2 separate regions of the Sus scrofa genome follow, and region 1 is linked to region 2. Evidence: chromatin contacts called from public HiChIP or PLAC-seq data. All regions are on one chromosome and are shown on one strand. Each heading gives the region's core, a stretch centred on a gene start, on an enhancer-like site or on the middle of the called end of the contact. The rest is flanking DNA. Distances are from core to core; before and after follow the strand shown. Region 1 holds the start of YEATS2 (YEATS domain-containing protein 2). Region 2 holds the start of KLHL6 (kelch-like protein 6).

Region 1 (2,700 bases), core at 111-2,610, 150 kb after region 2:
ATTCAAAAAGATACACCCATATGTTCACAGCAGCACTACTGAAAATAGCCAAAACATGGAAACAACCTAAATGTCCATCGACAGATGAATGGATTAAGATGAGGTACATATACACAATGGAATACTACTTAGCCATAAAAAGACCAAGATAATGCCATTTTCAGCAACATGTATGCAACTAGAGATTCTCATACTAAGTGAAGTCAGAAAGAGAAAGACAAATACCATCTACCACTTGTATGTGGAATCTAATATGTGGCAAAATGAACCTATCTATAGAACAGAAACAGGCTCAGGACATGAAGAACAGACTTGTGGTTGCCAAGGAGAGGAGAGAATGAGATAGACAGGGAGTTTGGGGTTAGTAGATGCAAACTATTACATTTAGAATGGATAGGCAGTGAAAAGTCTTACCGTATGACACAGGGAACTGAGTCCAATCTCTGGGGTTAGAACATGATGGAGGATGATATGAGAAAAAGAATGTGTATATATATGTGTGTATATATATATATATCTAGGTCACTTTGCTGTACAACAGAAATTGGCACAAAATTGTAAACCAACTATAATTAAAAAATGTAAAAAAAAGCTTTTGAGTGCGCATTATGTGCAGTGCACTGGGCTTGCTATTGGAGACACAGGAGTAAATCCTTTAAAACATTTTTATTAAACATTAAATACATCCAAAAATTGATAACATATACATAAGTAAAAAAAATATATAAAGCGAACTCCCTCTAAACCTTGGTAAATCCAACGATAAATCTTTACATAGTGAGAATAGATTGAAGGGGACAGAAACAAATCTCTGGAGACCAAATGGGAGGCTACAGAATCCTCAGGAGGGGAGATGATGGGGTCTATGGCAGGGTAGGACAGAGAGAGGACAAGGCAAGGTTGCGCTTAAGAGATATTTAAGCGGCAAACAATACTTTATGGATTGTTACTAGTTGTATGACCCAGATAAGTCCTCACCTTTCCCAGACTCAGTTTCTGCATCTGTAAAATAGGTTAACAACTATAGCTATTTGTATATCTAGCACAAAGCTTGGTACAAGCACACACACAAATCATAGCTACTGCTGTTACTGCTATGTTAGCTTCATAATTGCCGGGAGAACGAATATTCTGTCTTTGGGCTGAAACTCGCTATCTTCCTCTAAGGAGTAAAATGATACACGGTGATGCCTTTACCAGAACCCGTGACTATTCTCCCCAGACAGAGTGGCCGCGCGGGGCAGTGCCGAGCAGGGCTGTGCGGCGGCGGCGGGGTGAGAGTCTGGGTCAGCTCCAGCTCCGCCGCGGCGCCGGCCCCGCCCATAACCCTGCGAGCTCCGCCTCCGGAACCGCGCGCGCCGCCGCCGCTGCCGCCGCCGCAGCGCGCGCCCCGCCCCGCCCCTGCTGGTGACGTGCGAGCCAAACGGGCCGGGCGGGCTCCACCGAGCCGTGTGCTTCCTCGGGTTCTGGGGTCGCCGGGGCCTCGTGGCGGGGCGGCTCCTCGGGGGCTTGACCTGCCCCCTCCCCTCCCCCGTGCCCTCTCGCGGTGCCCGGCGGGGCCTGCGCTTCAGCCGGAGACCCGGAAAAAGGGTGAGTGTTGGCGGGAGCAGGATGGGACCGCCTTGCGCGCGCTCCGCTCTCCGGGGCATTGTCTGGGCGGGGGCGGCGCGGGCACGTGCGTGCCCCTCCCCCACTCCGCCGCGCCCCCCGCCCCCGGCTGAGGGGAAGGAGGGGGCGGGTGACTGGCGGGGAGAGGATCCGGAGGAGGAGGTTGGGTCCGGATGAGTGTGTGCGGCGGAGGCGTCTCCGAAGCGGGAACCCGGAATTTGGGTGTGTGGAGATATCTTTTTCTTAGCGGCACCGTACTGTCTCAGGGGATAGCGGTCCCTTGAGCCCCAGTGGCCGGAGCTTTTAGGGTGTTAAACGCGGTGGCCTGTGATGGGATTGGGGATGAGATTTGGCCCCAGGACAAGCAAGTTGTGGATTTATTAGCAAGAATCCTGGAATCTCTCTCCAACCTGTCGCCTTCCCTACTGTTCCCCTCCACCGTGAAGGATGAACAGGATGTAAAAAGGTTGGAGGATATTCCGGGGATGATGCCCGAGTTTAAAGCACCAAAGGTGTGAGACAGTGCGGGGTTGGAGTGGAAGGCTTGGGAAAATGAGTACTCGGAAGAAAGGCTGGTTTGGTGGGTTGTGGCCAGATTGCAGGAAACAATGAGGTTTGTATTATAACCTTTTTCTTTTTTTTTTTTCTATTATGAAAGTAATTATGTTAACAAAAATAGCAAGTAGAGGAGGAAAATATCACCAGTAATTCTACAGCCCTGACACATCATTCTTAGAGTTTTGATATATGTTTGCTAGTATTTTCTTTTAAGCTTATAACAGTTAAGGAGTTTTAACTACAATTTTCCATTCCCTTTTCTCATTAACATGTAAAATGTGATGTAATAGCATGTAGTGTTCAGCAATATAATTTGCTCTTAATAAGCAGGGAGCACGTATTCATCATAGAAAAATTTAAAAACACAGGCAAGAAAGTGAGGAAAAGTACCCTTGTTTTTACTGTCTAGAGATATTATCACTGCATGCATATATTTGGCTGTAAATGTTCTAAGATAGGAGCAGGTGAGGGAGGCTGTTTTTAGGATTTGGGTTTTTATGAGAACCTTTGAAGATTTTAAGGCAAGTAGCATAA
Region 2 (2,700 bases), core at 153-2,652:
CCACCATGTCTACATTGATCTGGGGAACACTGGATCCAGCCAAATTCACTGGGTTCCTGGTTCTGCAACATTCCTACCCCAAGCATTTGCTCAATACGTGGTTCTTAGCTGAACTAAGCAGAACGAGGTGAAGAATTTCAACAAAGACATTTTGAGCATCTACTAGATGCTAGACACTACGTGAAGCCTTTTCCCCCTCTCTTATTTAATTATCACAATGATCCTGAGAGATAAGCATCATTGTCCCCATCTTACAGATGTCAAAACAAAATTCAGAGCATTAAGTGACTTGCTTAAAGTCGCAGGATCGGGAAGGGGCAGAGTGGGATGGAGCCCAGATCTCTTGAGTTTCTTGTAACTAGTGGCCTCTCACTTGTAAAGCACTTTGTAACTGCTTCCCTCCCCACCCACTCCCTGTACACAAACAGAAACCCCCAATTTTCAGCAAGCCATTGGATAACTTTAAAAGAGTGGCCACATCCTTTTCTTACCTCTATTGGTGAACAAAGACAACATTATGTTTCCAACACACTAGTCAGATGAGGGGGAAAATCCCCATGATTTCAATAATTTTCCACCCTCTGGAACAAGGACCTATACCCAGAAGTTTCACCGTAATATATAAACATTACTTTTAAAAGATGAAAGCTCTCTTTTAATATGACTGAAATGCTAATCTCTAAGGTTTAGTAGCTTGCTTTTTTGTATCTCGAGTAGACTCACAAACCTAAATAAATATACAAACCATAAATGCAACAGCCAACTAGTTAGATTAAATTCTCATGTCAGTACAGATTTCCCTTCTGACTTGCACCCAGTTTGAGTCTGGTCCTAGGAGTGCTGACCTGAAATAGTTGCTGGCCGCGGCAAGCACCACGCGGTGGCAGGAGAATTCCTGAATGTCCACACACAAGATGACGTCTGTCAGAGCATTTTCCACGCGGAGGGTCTCCAGGCCATTCTGTAGAATTAAGGAAAGTCCAGTGTCGTCAAACTTTACCTTATCTCCATTTAAGATTTCTACCAGGTCTCCCCTTTTCTGGGGGGGGTCATCTGTAGAAGGTGCCAGGGGCCCTTCCAGACTCTTCTCTACCACGTCGCCCATGGTCCAGGTGCCCCTTTGTCCTGCCATCAACATCCAGACTGAAGGAGCACCCAAGTTTCAGGCAGGTCACATTGCAGAAGCTGGGCGGATTTCCTGTGCAGGGCCCTCCACTTATCACCAGCTGTCACACACACATAACAGGAAGTCTCACACTTTCTCATCCTGTTACTACAAACGCCAGTAACTTCTATTCTTCTTTCTGTAATCATCACAAGTTTAGAAATTACTTAGAAGGGTGTGTAGGAAGGGGCTCCAGAGAAAAGGAGTGGCTTCTAGGAGTCCGCTAAGTGTGCTGTGTGGCTATTTTAGTCCGCCTCCCCCCTCATATCCGTGAGCAGGAAGCCCCTGGTTCTGGTTATTGCATTTGTACTCCTGGTGCTTCTGCAACCAAAGGTGTTGGTGATGGGATGAGCAGGGCGCATTCTAAATCCTCCCCCTCCTTCCTCTCAGGAGTCGGAGACCCCACGATGAGCCCCCCCGCTGAGTCCCTTGGGCACCTTGAAACACTCATGTCCCTTGGGCATTCTCATTTCTGTCATCCCTGCCTGTCTTCTCTCTCTGTCTTGGGGGTGGGTGGGAAACAATGCCATGGCGAATATTAAAGTTCCCCTCCCCCACCCCCAAATGTCTATTGTTCTAGATATGCCTCTGGGGGCAGAGAAAAAATGGAAAAATGGTCTCCAGAGACTCTGTGGCCAGGAAGACCAATCAGGGTAGGTCAATACCAAATTGTCCTAGCAAGTCTCAAATTAGCCTGACCTCACCCGGCATCTATTGGTCAGGCATTTAGTGATGGATCACGAAGTATTTTCATTGCCTCTGCAGGTCTCCATTAAATAACTGTTTGGTTATTATTATTATTAAATGCCTGTTATATCCTAGGAAGTTTACAGGAGGTAGTGTAATTTAATCTTTATAACCACCCCCTGGCATTAAAATGACTTTCCTCATTTTATAGCTAAGGAAACTGAAGCTCTGCTCAAGTGAATAGCAGGGCTCAGTTCTTGGCCCCAAAGCCCCTGTTTCTTCCACCGCCACCAGCCTACCAGAGCTGTAATACTGTGTTGACCCTGCCTCTTTGACATCCATGGAGAGAACTGCTTGCCTCCTATGACTGCCCCAGGGCCCAAGGCCTTGCCAGAGTGGCTTCTGCTGCCCACTCCTGCTTTTATTCACCTTCTAGCAGTGGGGAGCCCTGGCAGTCCTCCAGCTCAGCAGGAGCCCAATCCTTTCTCTCTCATGGTCAGTGGTGACTGAAGCCCTCTCCAGCCATCCCATGTCTGCCTCAGCTTTCTCTTCTTCCATGGATACTTACTCCTAAAAGCGCATTCCTTGCTATTTCCCCAACAGTTATTCTTCATCCAGAGCTCTATCAGTCAAGATGCTTTTGGCTTCAGTGACAGAATAGCCCATCAAAAGTCATTCAAACAATAGGGGTCTTATATTATAAGAAGCCAGAAGTGTGGAGTCCTGGGTTGATCCAGAAGCTCAATGATGTCTTCAGGGACACAGGACTTTTTTTTCCATCTTTCATCCTGTTACCCTCAGTAAGGTAGAAATGTACCCTTATGGTCATTTAGTAGCTGCCATAGTAC

What was found. HiChIP or PLAC-seq counts read pairs in DNA pulled down with a chosen protein or histone mark.
Region 1: an H3K27ac HiChIP or PLAC-seq map of alveolar macrophages shows a contact between it and region 2. The contact joins the promoter of YEATS2 here to the promoter of KLHL6 in region 2. A contact is called at or near these places in 1 of 47 Hi-C or Micro-C datasets (embryonic fibroblasts) and 2 of 2 datasets of contacts at active chromatin or transcription factors (alveolar macrophages and skeletal muscle).

The regions. Positions count from the first base shown.
Region 1 is chr13:121,636,463-121,639,162 of Sscrofa11.1, forward strand. YEATS2 (YEATS domain-containing protein 2) reads left to right here and starts at 1,361. Exons shown (of 31, transcript XM_021069912.1): 1 at 1,361-1,590.
Region 2 is chr13:121,485,858-121,488,557 of Sscrofa11.1, forward strand. It overlaps KLHL6 (kelch-like protein 6), which reads right to left and starts at 1,403. Exons shown (of 8, transcript XM_021069900.1): 1 at 846-1,403. The coding sequence starts at 1,138.